Regions from separate parts of the Arachis hypogaea genome. Here region 1 is linked to region 2. Evidence: chromatin contacts called from public Hi-C data. All regions are on one chromosome and are shown on one strand. The core of a region is the stretch at or near the end of the contact, and the rest is flanking DNA. Distances in the headings are between cores, read along the strand shown. Region 1 holds the start of LOC112772564 (dnaJ protein homolog). Region 2 holds the start of LOC112771130 (outer envelope protein 39, chloroplastic).

What was found. Hi-C and Micro-C count contacts between places; a contact is called where the count stands out from the background.
Region 1: a contact with region 2 is called in a Hi-C map of leaf, with 2.0 times the contacts expected there. The contact joins the promoter of LOC112772564 here to the enhancer-like site in region 2. A contact is called at or near these places in 3 of 8 Hi-C or Micro-C datasets (leaf and an unstated tissue).

What each region holds. Positions count from the first base shown.
Region 1 is chr18:7,197,512-7,204,381 of arahy.Tifrunner.gnm2.J5K5, reverse strand. LOC112772564 (dnaJ protein homolog) reads right to left here and starts at 5,302. Exons shown (of 6, transcript XM_025817532.2): 1 at 4,737-5,302; 2 at 4,253-4,421; 3 at 4,019-4,160; 4 at 3,641-3,917; 5 at 3,350-3,548; 6 at 2,737-3,236. The coding sequence starts at 4,886. The coding sequence ends at 2,917. It overlaps LOC112772565 (probable receptor-like protein kinase At1g49730), which reads left to right. Exons shown (of 8, transcript XM_025817533.3): 5 at 398-487; 6 at 610-670; 7 at 761-1,065; 8 at 2,585-3,241. The coding sequence ends at 2,734.
Region 2 is chr18:7,147,955-7,154,802 of arahy.Tifrunner.gnm2.J5K5, reverse strand. It overlaps LOC112771130 (outer envelope protein 39, chloroplastic), which reads right to left and starts at 5,322. Exons shown (of 11, transcript XM_025815760.3): 1 at 4,845-5,322; 2 at 4,677-4,743; 3 at 4,555-4,590; 4 at 4,259-4,403; 5 at 3,911-4,069; 6 at 3,701-3,771; 7 at 3,533-3,611; 8 at 3,311-3,426; 9 at 3,050-3,197; 10 at 2,879-2,948; 11 at 1,811-2,409. The coding sequence starts at 4,878. The coding sequence ends at 2,252. It overlaps LOC112771129 (tRNA-specific adenosine deaminase TAD3), which reads left to right and starts at 5,289. Exons shown (of 9, transcript XM_025815759.3): 1 at 5,289-5,429; 2 at 5,534-5,585; 3 at 5,757-5,830; 4 at 5,921-6,042; 5 at 6,510-6,592; 6 at 6,706-6,802. The coding sequence starts at 5,348. Within about 2 kb of position 1,497, at least 2 of the 3 cell types and tissues checked have open chromatin away from gene starts, as enhancers often do.

The sequences.
Region 1 (6,870 bases), core at 4,053-6,552, 46 kb before region 2:
CAGTGTTGGCATTTATGATAAAATAAATATTGGAAACTATGTTACTTGGTTTCGTGGAAGCGAGTGTAAATTAGTTTCTGTATATATATATGTATATATATATAACCTTAAAACATGTTAGTATACAGGAAGATTAAAATTTTTAGAGAGTTTCCAACAGTTGCATGTTTCATTCAGTTTGCCAATGAAAAACAAAAGCTTAAATATGTATCTGCAAGATAGTTCTGTATGACTTGGCTTGTTTCTGAGTTCTTTCTTTTGACCAATATGATTGTAGAAACACGAATATATGAGGCTGTTTTGTCACTTATATCTGTGACAAATTATTTAACGTTTCACAAAAGTTGTGAAACATGATTCTGATTTTGGTATTTTATTGTGTTGATTGTGGCTGCAGGAATACTTGTTTCTTTTCAGTGATCCACCGGCATATCATGTCTCCATCAGCTCGAGCAATATTATGTTAGATGAGAACTTTGCAGCTAAAGTAAGGAAACATTTCTTTTCTCACTAGAACTATCATCTTCTATATTTGATTGGCATGCCAGAAGTAAATAAATCACTTCAATGTTAAAATAGTATGACACCAGATTTTCTTCTCTAATACAGCTATCAGATTTTGGCCTTCTTACTCCCAATGCAAACTCTGTCATGATGCCGAATTCAGGAGGTCCTTCTCTTTCAACAGAAAACAAAACTGAGGTACTTATTCTTGGTTACTTCACGTTAATGCGCTCACTGGCCTCATCTTGCATTTCAGATAGCATGAAGCAGAAGAGTTGCAAGATCATATTCCAACTCGGAGTGCTGATACTGGAATTGGTCACCGGCCAATCTTCAGAGATGGAAGGTTCAGATTTAATCCCATGGATCCAACAATCCCGATTTTACAATTCCATAGATAAGATGATAGACCCTGATCTTGGAAACAATTATGACTGTACGGAGCTTAAAAATCTTCTAGCAGTGGCAAAATTATGTATCAAATCAAGGGACAAGGCTACATTTACAATCTCTCAGTTATTTCGGTATCTGCAAAGGAAGATTGATATTTCCCATGACAAGGTACGATAGACAATTTTTGTTTCTTTAAAAACCTTCGGGGTTTATTGGGAGAATATTTGGCACTCCCTTGTGTGCATTCCTTCACGTCTCTTGCCTCTTGGAGAGGTAGTTTGGGTTACTGGCTTACTGCGCCTGATGCTCCTTTTGTTGAAATTGATCTCAGAAATGAAATGATGCAAATTCATTAGTTGTAACTTCCAAGTGATAAAAAAATAGATTGTCAAACTGTAAATCTCACTATCCTAAAAGGAACGAGATGCGGTAGTCTCGTGTTTATGAACAAGAAGCCGCCTAGAATTGATATACACAGCATTACATATGAGAAACATTAGCGGTAACATGGCGGGCGAAACAATTGTCCTATCCGATTCGGAAGAAAACGGCATCAGTAGCCAAGCTTCTATCAAGAAATGTCTGTATCATTTCCTATCAACTAAACTAGAGAGTCGGAAACATAGTCGACGAGCCTTGGAAGTTGGATGAGCAGAATATATTGACAGATAAGAGAATAGTTGCTCGGGCAGGTAGAGTTGTTGTATTCGGGCTGAGTGCAGTGCAGCATATCTTTGCAGAAAATAGTATCAAACCAACTTAGATTAAAAATTTGGTGAATGCTATGATACTTAAAAAGTGGTGTCTATTTACTAAAAAAGTTAAAAGTTATTATTTAATTTAAAAAATATAAGAATAAATAATTTTTAAAAAATTAAAACTTACTACAAAAAATAAGTTAGACAAAATTAGACAAAAACTCATAGACACCATAGAATTGCCTAAAGATTTTAATCATGGCTGTGAACTCCTGTATCACTTCAATTCTTGTGCTCGTATAATATAAAAACAAATTTTGCATCCATGCTGTCAAATTCGTATAAAGTAAAATTTAGCAGAGGTGATAATAATACAATTGAGATAAGTATAAATTATCAAAAGTGATAATCCTACAATTGGGATGTTGAACTAGGCTAAAAAATTTTATTATGGAAGATAGTGTGCAATTCAATTTTGTTAGTGGTGCATGTGTTTTTATTTTGATATAGGAATCAGTAATCGGTAGATCCGATTACTTTATAAGGTGATTTTTTAAAATTTTTCAAATATCAAATCAGAGAGTCCGATTTGTTTGTTGTGATTTTTTCATAAATCGGAGGATCTAACTTTTGTTCTTAATAAATCGGATGGTCCGATTTTTATTCCCAAAAAAATCGGATGATCCGATTTCCACATTTTAAATAAGAAAGTTCCACATTTAAGAATAACACCCTTATCATCCATAATCTTAAAAAACACCATTTCCATCCCAATATCAAAAATAATTTGCGGTTGAACTATCAAGACGCATAATTTTAATCAAATTTATGGGTTATTTCATGTCATTTATCAAACCAAATCACGGTTTAAAATTGAACAGATTTTACACTCTCATTATTCTTTGGTTATGTGATGTTAAACAGAAAATGTTAAATAACTAAAGATTTTTCCTTTTATATTTGTCTTATATTTGTCTTTTTCACTGCAGATATTAACCTCCTACTATTCCCCTCCTCAAATTACTAAATATTCGTCGATACTGTTAAGACCATACACACACAACACAAACAAACAAAAAGAGAGGAGAAAGGAACCGAGAAGAGAAGAAGGTGGCCTGCGGATAGGAGGAAGAGAGTAAAATTGAACAAAATTGATGATATTAGGATGTCCGAACGGAATTACCCTTGGACAATAAATGCTACTCTGTTTGTTTTTTATCCAAAAATCAGATTTAATCAAACACTAATTTAGTCCGCAGCACACGGCTAAAAATAACATATGAATTGACTGAAGATCAACACTTGTTCTGTATGAAGATCATCACTGCTGAGCGCACTGTACTCTCTGATGACCACCGTGCATATCATCGTCCTCGTCGTATGCCTCCTGCTGAGCCTGTTGCCTCCTCCTCATCTCTTCCTCCATGTTCACATCGTGCAGTGTGGTCTCCTCGCACTCGTCCAGCTCCATGTCAGTCAACTGTGAAGTAGGTTTTGGTGGCAGAACAGCTTCCAAAGCTTTCACCTGATCAGGGATCAGAGATTCAGGAAATTCTACCGAGAAGTGAATGTAAAGCTTCCCCTTCATGAAGGGCCTCTGGTACATTGGCATTCCCTCATCGTTTATTGCCTTGTAAGAATCTGGCATTTCAAGCAAGTTTTAATATCACAAATGAAACGAATCACAATTTTCAATCATTCGGAAAACTTGGAGGAGCAAAAATGCACAATGCATAGATGCAACATTTACGTACCAGGCTTAATAACTTCACCAGGATTTGACTTGATGAGAAGTTGCCGCCCATCCAAGTGAGTGAGCACAAACTTAAAGCCACACAAAGCCTCAGTCAGGGACAGCGAGTGCTCAACAAAGAGGTCTTCATCCCTTCTCTTGAACTTGGGATGTTCCTTCTGTTGAAGGACAAAGACAATATCTCCAGTGACTGTATCGGGCTGCAAGAAATGCAGAAGATCGAAGTCAGCACAAATCCTTTAGTATATACAATTCAATATCAGTAATAATATGACTTAAATGCTCAACATACTGCTTCATCAGCTTCACCAGGGAATGTAATCTTCTGCCCGTTCTGCATTCCCTTCTCCACATGGACCTCGAGCACTTTCTTCTCTTGGACGACTTTCTCGCCCTTGCATTGTGGGCACCGGTCTTTCTCATTGATTGTTTCTCCAGTACCCTTGCATTCATTGCAAGGATGCTGCATTTGCTGAATCATAGAGGGACCAAGGTGCCTAATGGAAACCTTCATACCAGTACCTTGACAGCCAGCACATGTCATTGAAGCTCCAGATTTCGACCCTTTCCTGTAATCAATTACAAAACAAGCCGTGCACTCTGTAAGAACCAATTGTTGAAAAAAGGGCCAACAAGCATGCAAACCAACAATGCCGAAATCAAAACACACCCGTTGCATTTAGAACACAAGACATTCCGTGAAAGAGAAAGCTTCTTTGAAGTCCCAAGGTAAAGGTCCTCCAAAGAGACCTTCAGGGGGTGAACCACATCTTCGCCACGTCTCTGCCTCCGGCCTCTACTGCCGCCACCACCTGCTCAACGAAACAATTTTAGAAACCTTTAATTTCTTTATAAATGCTAGCTTTGACGGCTCCCATAAAAAGAATTGTCCGTAAAACCATACCGGAGCCAAATGGACTTCCCCCGAAGAAAGACTGGAAGATATCAAATGGATCATGGCCACCACCACCGCCACCCATTCCTTCCTTAAGTGCGTCTTCACCATATTGATCATAAATCTCACGCTTCTCCGGGTCACTCAGCACCTCATAAGCATGTGCCAGCTCTTTAAACTACACACCAAAAATACAGAAAGAAAACGTGAAAGTGTAAGGCCTCGTCTCACATGATTTCTCTCGATCGATCACCGCAGCTACCAATAAACAAACTACAGTCATAATCACTCTGGCGAAGTGCAATCTACCACATCACTACTACGTAAACTAATCACAACCGCAAATTAGCAAATCAGAATCGCAATAACATTGAAATAAAAAACAATTATATCCTAAACAATTTCGTCAACAAATAATCACCACTAATTAAGAATCAATTTAAATTATTAATTCTATTCAGAGTTTTCCGAATGGAATCATTAGGATGGCTACCTTCTCAGGATCACCTCCTTTGTCAGGATGATTCTTGATGGCGGCTTTCTTGTAAGCCTTCTTCAAATCGTCCTGCGAAGCCTCCTTCGATACTCCGAGGATCTCATAGTACTTGGTGTTATCGCTCTTCTTTGGCGCCCTCCCAAACATCTTCACAATCTCACAACACAATCAAATTCAGATCACAATTCAACAGAAACCGATTCCGATCGATTGATCGATCGAAGAAACGAAACCCTAATTATATTTCCCCCCAAAATAAGGTTGGCGTGGTGTATGTAACCAACTGGCGCGAGAACATGAAGACTCCAGATCTCTTTCTTTCAGAGGAGGTATAAGCGAAGCGAAACACAAGGATGAATTTCTGCAAGGGGTATATATAAAGCGGCACGGTCGTTGATTTGATGGACGGTTTGGATCGAATCCTGGTTGTTAGATAGGTTATAGAGAAGAGTCTAGAATAATTTATTTGATTTTATGCTTTTGTGAATTGTGAGTCTGACAAAAAAAAAATTTAGAAGCATCGACCGTTAGATCTGTGAGGTGAGAAAATAAATATTTAATTTTTGAATTAAAATAGTGTTTTATATGCTATAAAAATGATAAATTTAATGATAATTGACTATTTTATTATTTATTTATGTTTTTTTTTTCTATATTTTTTGTTGTGCGAGATGGGGAATTTGTTCTAGATCCTTCTTCCCTCGTTAGCCAGCATTTTAAATCGTTGTTTATTTTTCTTTTTATGTTTTAGCTTTTTATTTTTGTTTTTATTTTTTATTGTTTTTCAGCTTTTTAGTTTATAGCTGTTTCTTTCTTTTGTCCCCTCCTCTTGGCGCCAGGCTTACCTAACGGCTTCGTTCATTTATCGAACTTAGTACCATTATTACTGGCCAAAGTAGCTTTCCTATTTATTAAATGTGTGTTTGGATTGTAGTTTGTTATATTAAAATTGTAGTTTGTTATATTCGAAGTCAATTTCGATATTTAAATTTAAAATTACTCAATTAAAATCTTTAAATATTAGATCATGACTCACGTTTGTCTTTAGAGTTATCTTTGTGAACGAAGATTTGATATGGCGCTTTAAGTTACTAAGATAGATGTGTAATGGTTAAATGATGTGACAAAATTTGATTTTACTCAATTTAACCCTTCTAAAGATGTTAAAACCCTAATTTGCATCTCTCTTTTCCTAAAACTCTGCGTGGTCATGTTCTCATGGTGCTTTCGTAAGGAACTTTAATTGTGGGAGATTGGGAAAGATTCATGATTAGTGTGGTTGTGGAATGCATCCAGTAGTTCGGTGATTTGGGACGAATGTCAATCTTAAAAGACCTTTTTATGGGTATCTAAATTATAATGTAAATGCAATGTCTTCTTTAATGTATTGCTACTGGTACTTTTGTTGATGGGTATGCTAAATTTTTTTTTCTTTTTCTTGGTTATTGAGGAGTTGACAGAATTTTGGGAGAATGTGGTGTGATTTTTTTATGTGGACAGATGCCGAGGAAGAACAGAATTTAGTGGGCAAAGCACAACTTGAAAGTAATAATGAGAGTTAGAAGATGAATTTAGCATGGAAAATTACTTCAATAGAAGCTGAAATTAAGTGTTTGAAACTATCAATTAGTATTTTAAGTTTGCTTATTTGTTTAGGTGTGTTTGTGATTGTTGTGTATGGTATAAGCATGGTTAAATTTTGATTAAAATTGTGTATCTGATGGTGTATATGTTTAGGGTTGAATGAAAGCATTGTAGAAAGCAAATATGAAAAAAAAAAAAAAAAAGAGCATGTTTTAGCTCCTCTGGTATATATGTAATATTACAATAGTAAAGAATTGTAGCTAAATATTAAACATGTTAGTACCATTCATAAATTTTAAATCAAGTCTCTACATTTAGGATCCAAAAAAAGAAGGCATGCATAACCAATATCCAAAGGCATTGTTTGTTATTAACTGAACAAAACAAGCTGACTAAAATAAACATAATAGAGTATCAACAAAATACATTCAGAAAGTCATGAATAGCCAAGTATATAGACACACATATAACCATGTTTTAGTGACACAAGATAAACATAATTAAAAAAGCAACTATCCTAATTATAATAATCCATCACGGCTGGAAA
Region 2 (6,848 bases), core at 248-2,747:
GTCAGCACTCAACTCGCCAGTAATACTTCTTCCACATTGTCTCCGACTTCCAGTTGACGTCGTCCCTCCACTAGCCATAATCAATTCCAGCAACCATCATCAACTACACAACCTAATTTTAATTTGGCCCCCAAATCAAACGGCATCGTTTGGTTACATTACCCTCCATCGCCGGGACCTATTTGTCCCTTGAAAAACGAAATCGTTCTCCTGTGCCCCAACACGACGTCGTTTTGTCCTGTAAGCACAGAGACCAAACTGTCCTCGACGTGACGCGTCACTCTTAACCCGACATGTTAGCCAGGTTACTTCCACGTAGGACGTCAACCTTAGACCTGACTGGCTGAACCTGGTGTAGGGACATATCTGGTGTATAGCTAAGAAGGTCAAGAACAAAATTTTAGTTAAATTTCGTTGGGGACAAATTTGTCTAAACATAAATTTCTTGAGGACCTATTTAGGGTATTACTAAAAAAAATACATGTTAATATTTGAGTTAAAGTTGAACCGTAATCAACCATAATTTGAACTCAATTTTCATTATTGGAACTTGAGTTTAATTGGCTCACTTCCACCACTAGTCTTTTGCACACGCCACTGATTTCTCGATCCTCACTTCATGTAAATAATCAAATTAAATTACTTATTTGTTAATAAAAGAAAATAAAAAAAAAGAAATCTACAGTGACAAATAAAAATATTATTTATACATTAAAATTAATTATTAAAATTAGTTATTAATACATTTATGTATAAATATATATAGTTTAATTTATTTTTTTATGTATTTATATTTCAATATATATTTTATACTAATAACTAATAATAAGAGCTGATTTTAGTGTACACATAATATAGTTGAATTAATAATTGATGCTTAATGTTTTAATGATGTCTCATCTTGGATACTTCAGCCAATGACAGAGCTAACCCGACAACTTTGACGAGCATGTTTTATCAAATTTCTTTAGTGTTCACGTGACACTGGAATTTATTATTTATTAATTAACTATGATAAATGGGTTACAACTTAGAAATTAGATTTGACACAAAGTCAATATATCATTGTTAGTTTGTTACCATCACTTTCGGAATAATTTATTTATAAATGATTAAATTGAAGGCAGATGATTCACGTACAGGCAGCGGTACAGCAGAACCTTTCTGGTTTCGAATCTTGTTTGTTTTGTTGGAATCTCCATTTATGAATAAACAAACATTGGTAATCACAATATTATGAACTCTTTGAATTGATGAGGCACATTTTTTTTTTCTTTTAATGGGAGAGCTGAATTTTATTATCAAAGATCTAATTATTACAAGATAAAAATATTAACTCTGCAGATACGATCCTGCTTAAACAAATATTTAATTTCAGTTAATACCCTAATTTCTATTATTTTGCAGTAACTTTTGTATTTTTGTTTTGGTCATGACAGTAACTTCTGTTAAACTTCAGCTAGGTGAGATACCTTTCTTAATGGGCCAGATGTCTTGGTCTATTAAAGATTTTATAGGCCCAATAAAATCCTAATGTATTAAAGGGCCCAAAAAATATAAATAGAAGAAGTAAGTCACTGAATTTTTGTTGGTTGATAAAATGGTTATGTAACAATGTCACTACTAATCGTTTTTTTGTGTCATTTCAGATGTTGGTTATAGCCATATGATTATATGAATTACGAAAGACTATAAAACTACTACAAACTCTTTTTTTTGTTGCCACCTTAATTAACTAAAATTGTAACTAAATTACAAAATATCTACAAGATCTGAGGGTTAATTGTCTGCTTATGTGCTGAGATTCATGTATAAGAATATAATTCTATCTACCATTAGCTTGAGAGCAATTTACAGTAAATAATATGTACTCATTTATCCAAAACCAAATTAAAAAACATGCCATCAGAATTTCAACTATCATGAATTGTGTGAAAAAGAATGAAAAATATACTTCTAAGCTAGAAATATACTCCTTCAGGTTCCAAATAACTATCAACTTGGACAAAGTGGCAAATTAGTTAATAAATGAAATCTGGATATACTGTGTTCATTGAGTTTCTATTGCGCCAATTTCGTCCGAGCCGACAGTTATTTAGAACCAGAAGGAATATTATTGGAGTTCATAAAACCGATGATGCCGAGAATCGACAACAAAATATTGCAGCTTCTGTGTCTTCAACAATCCATCTTCCATAGGAAATGATGAGAAATGAGAAATGACCAGTGGAAAAAAAAGAATGTATGGATCTCATGAAGCAAGGTTGCTGAGGCCAAAATAGAGAGTTCTCTGCTGAAATGCATTTATGGCATAATCGACTTGAAAGTGGCCGAACTGTGACTTAAATCGAAGTCCATATCCCACACCAACACCAGATCCTGGTTTACCCTGTCTCATTGCTGGATTTCCTGAATTTCCAAGAGATCAATGCCATGAGAGCAAGTTCAAAATCCAGTAAGGCATCATCACAAAGAAACCAAAAACGACAAACTAAATCCAAAATGGAAACCTCTCGACAACACACGCCAAAGGAGTGTGTTAAAAAAAAAAAAAAAAAAAAAACTAAATTCACGATAACTAATTTAGACATGAATGGAACTTCTATGTATTAGCTTGCACAATTTAGACATGAAATCACGAGTAGAATAACATGGGAAAAGCCTGGAATAATTCTCCTGCCACATAAAAATGTATGACTTTGAGTTCACATGTCAAATTATGGATGACTTGCTTTTTTTATAGCTTGCAGTTGTTATTACATGAACCTCTTCAAGCCAATCTTTTTCTTTTTCCTCCTCCTAAATCAAATGTCGCTTTATTATGTATTATATCAACAAGCGGACAAATAGACCTATTCTCAGCAGAATGACAACTCACCCGGTACAAGATGACCAGAGCGCAAGTCTGTTCCACAGTCCATAAAAATGGCACCTTCTAACATCTTGTTCTACAGTAAAGATGACCTCAGGGGGTTTAGTTCTAGGCACTTCAATTTAACAATAAATAGCTTATAAGAGTATAAGAGTTGCTTATAAGGCTATTGCTTACCAAAGGGAGTGTTAGTTCACTATTAGCCACCAGACAAGATCTCCCAGACCCTACTGCTCCTTCACCATACCCTCGCACACTCCCAATCCCTCCAATGGAAAATGCTTGGTAAGGAGCCATGTCACCAACAATTGAACCACCTGTAAGTCTGTCAGAAGAAACGGTAAACAGGATATCCAGAATTCTTGTTGAAATTAGGACTCATAATGTAGGAAAGACATGAAATAGTAAATATACTATTAAAATGTCATAATTACCAACCTTGTTAACAAAAATGCTGGTCCAAGTTTGATTCCTTTAGAAGCAACAAATTTAAAACGATTAAAGATTAGCCACTTGGAAAGAACTGGAATGCCTTGCTCTATTTGAAGATTAAACTGAAACAGACAAGCATCTGGTCAGCCAACAAATACACAACAATATCTTTGTAATCAATCGTATATAGATAGTAAGCAAACTGCAGATAAGAATTGATTGTATTACATGGAAAAAGCTACGATCATTTGCCTTCGTATATCGAGACTCTTGCTTTAACACTACCATACTGTCATGTGTAGTACCACTGCAAGCAATGTATATCATAAGGTCAAAATCAGTCCAACAACAGGAGAAATGAAATACTAGCTACTAGAATGTAGAATCCATTATTACCTGCAAGTCAAAGGCAACCCATCATGATCTCTACTTATCGAGTGACCATCATCGTTCAATGGACGGACATGCTACAAGATGGTTTATCATAATTAGTTTCCAATTCAACATTGTCTATTACCAAAATCAAAGAGTAATGCAACCTAAGGAAACTCATGCTACTGAGCTTTAATAACATGAATGAAAGATTCACAAAAAACCTAGCTGAACCTCAAACTTTATACTGGTTGAACTGCTCCATTTCGTACTTGCAGGTTCCTTCAAGTCCAGCCCAACCGATAATCTAGACAAATTTACACCTCCACTTCCAGAGCGGGAGAAATTGTTTATAGGTATACCATGGATACCAATCTCAGGTGAAAGAGAATGCTGAAGATGCAAAGGGCGACAACAAATAAAATTTAGAATATGCTATAACAATTTTCATCTAATTCAGTAGATTTCACATATTAACTAACTTAAAAGTTCCATTTTAGAAACTAAGCTCATTTTACAGCATGGCCTTGCATCCTTTCTCATACCATAAATAAAATTAAAGTTAACCAAAGAAAGACCAACCTGTAACACAAAAGATTGTTGAGCAAGCCATTTTGGTCGTGGCCTTCTATAGGCAACTAAGATATTTGAATCATATAAACCCTTGTCCCACGAAACATCAAGCTTCTCACTCCCACCAAATAAGTTTGGGTGCTTGATGCAGAGACTAAATCATAAAAAAAAAAAAGTTAACAAAACAGATAAATAAATTGAACCACTCATTAAACAAATAAGGGATAGCCATATACTAAATCCGATGCATAACTCAAAAGTTATCATCTTTATAACACAGAAAGCATACTGAATGAAATTCTTACCTCCCAATAACCAACGAAAGAGGACTGTCAGAACTCCTATCAGGTAAAGAAAAAAAAGGTTTTCAAATAAAACCGCTTTCATAAATTGTATACAAAATTAATAATTTGATCAGAAAACAAACCTAAGGGTAGGGAGCATCAAAGAAGCGCAAAGCTTGTGAGAAAAATCAACATGAACGTCAATCTTTGCTGCAAAAACCATTCAAATGCAGAACAAAAAGAAACACTAATCAGTTAAAAGAGTAAACTTTCCAATTTAGGGCAGATGAATAATCTTTGGAAGTTCCAACCTTTGCCAGCATGGATGCTCTTCTGAGCTCCCATCGCGTTACATATGCATCAACCATTAAATTTCGCACTAAAAAATTTATGTTACCACATCAAGTTTGAACAAAAAAAGAAACGAAGAAAAAGGCAACGTTTGACGCAAGAATGCGGCGTCGTTTTGCAATTTCTGAATTTTGGGGAAGAAGAGGATTAGAGGAAGAAGAAAGAAGAAGGCGTTCTTTGCTTCCAACCTCTGTTATCCCTTTTGCTTCTCCACACTCCACCACTGAACGCCACAAGCATTGCACATGATACGCACGTGATACCCACTCAATATTAATGGGCCTCGTCAAAAATCAACTGGGCTTCAACCAAAAAAGTGAAAGCCCATGAAAGGAAAGTGGTTGTAGCCGTAGCCACAAGCAGAGTCGCGCCACGGCCACTCTCTGACTCCTCGAACCGGAGAATTCTCTGGCATCAGGGGTTACCGGAAACGAGTAGACACGTGGCAATAGGAGAGAAGAGGATGATGAACAAGCAATTTGGCACGTGCGAGATTGTGCATATTCCAGAGAAGGAACCGCATGACCTTCATAACCAACCCACTGGTGAAGTTTATCGAAACCCTATTTGATTTTTTGGTTCCCTCTCTTTTTGAAGCTCAAAGTTTGGTGCTTTGATTTTGGTGTGTGTTTTTTTTTTTCCTGTGCAGAGTTTGTTTTTGCTTCAGCTATTGACCCACAGAATGCAAACCACATTGTTAGGTTAGCACCTCTTAAAGCATACTAGCATTTTGGTTTTGGTTTGCTTGTTTGGAAGCTTAAATTTTGAATTTTGTTGCTTCTATCAATAAAAGTGTGGATTTTTTTTTATGCATGTGGAGTTGTGTGCTTTGTAAACTAACCTGTTGGGAGATGTTTGAATTTCATTGTTAGGCGTCTGAATCAAATAGCACCGTTAGAAAATCTCCGGCATGTCAAACGAATTCAGAAGAAAGTACTAGAAAGAGGTATGGTGGTATTTCATGTTTTATAATTGCTTTATTCTTCGTTATTGTGTGAAGTGAGTGGCTTGTGGTGACACTTAGAATATTTGACAGGACAAGTACAGTTATCAGTGATCTTGTGTGCAGCATCTGAAGGTGACAATCAATTGGATAGTGTGCCGCCTGCTCTCCAGGAATTGATTAGTTCCTTTCAGTTGAGTCCTTTTATCACAAAAGTGGGTGTTCTTTTATTTTTTCTCTTTTCCTAGTTAATGCTTGCTCATATTATGTTTTGATCTTTGGTTATTTGTATGATGATATCAATTTCAAAGTGTTTATGATGGTTTTTTTTTTTTTTAATCTGAGTTTTATATTCAGGTAGTAGCATTTTGTTCTCCCTTTTTTAGTATTCTATAACTTGCTAACTAAATCACGAAATGTAAAAGAAAGGGAAAATCCTCAACATTTGAAATCAATTATATGAATGAAGTTTTGGTTTTGTCGTGTTTGATAACTGCAAGCTCCAGGACCTACTTTATTTTGTGGCTATCCCATATTTTTTCAGATACACTATTAATGAAGAGATGTTTTGATTAATTGAAGATATTGTTGAGAGTTTTGGTTAGAATCCCCTGGATTCTTCATTTTTGTTCATTTTACATCAGTTAGTTTGTACAATAAACTTGGATTTAATTGTTATTAGGTCTGCAAATATGCTGCAACATCAAAAGAAGAGTGGCAAGAGCAATGTAAAATTTGGCCAACCTCATATCATCCAAGGACTTAGTAGGCTTTATATTCTTATTCTACAGTTCTTCATTTATCACAGTGTAAAATCCTTTCTTATATGAGAATAAACTGATTTCTTCTTTGTGTTTGCTTGGCATTTTGAATTGCAGTAACATTGATGGTATTACTGGGTTTAGCGACGAAAACTCAGAATGCATTTTTAAGTTTATGCAATCAGCTATGGAGTTGGCAACTTCTGATGGTGTGGTAAATATGCATTTTTTTTCCGCTGTTCATATATTTGTACTCAAGA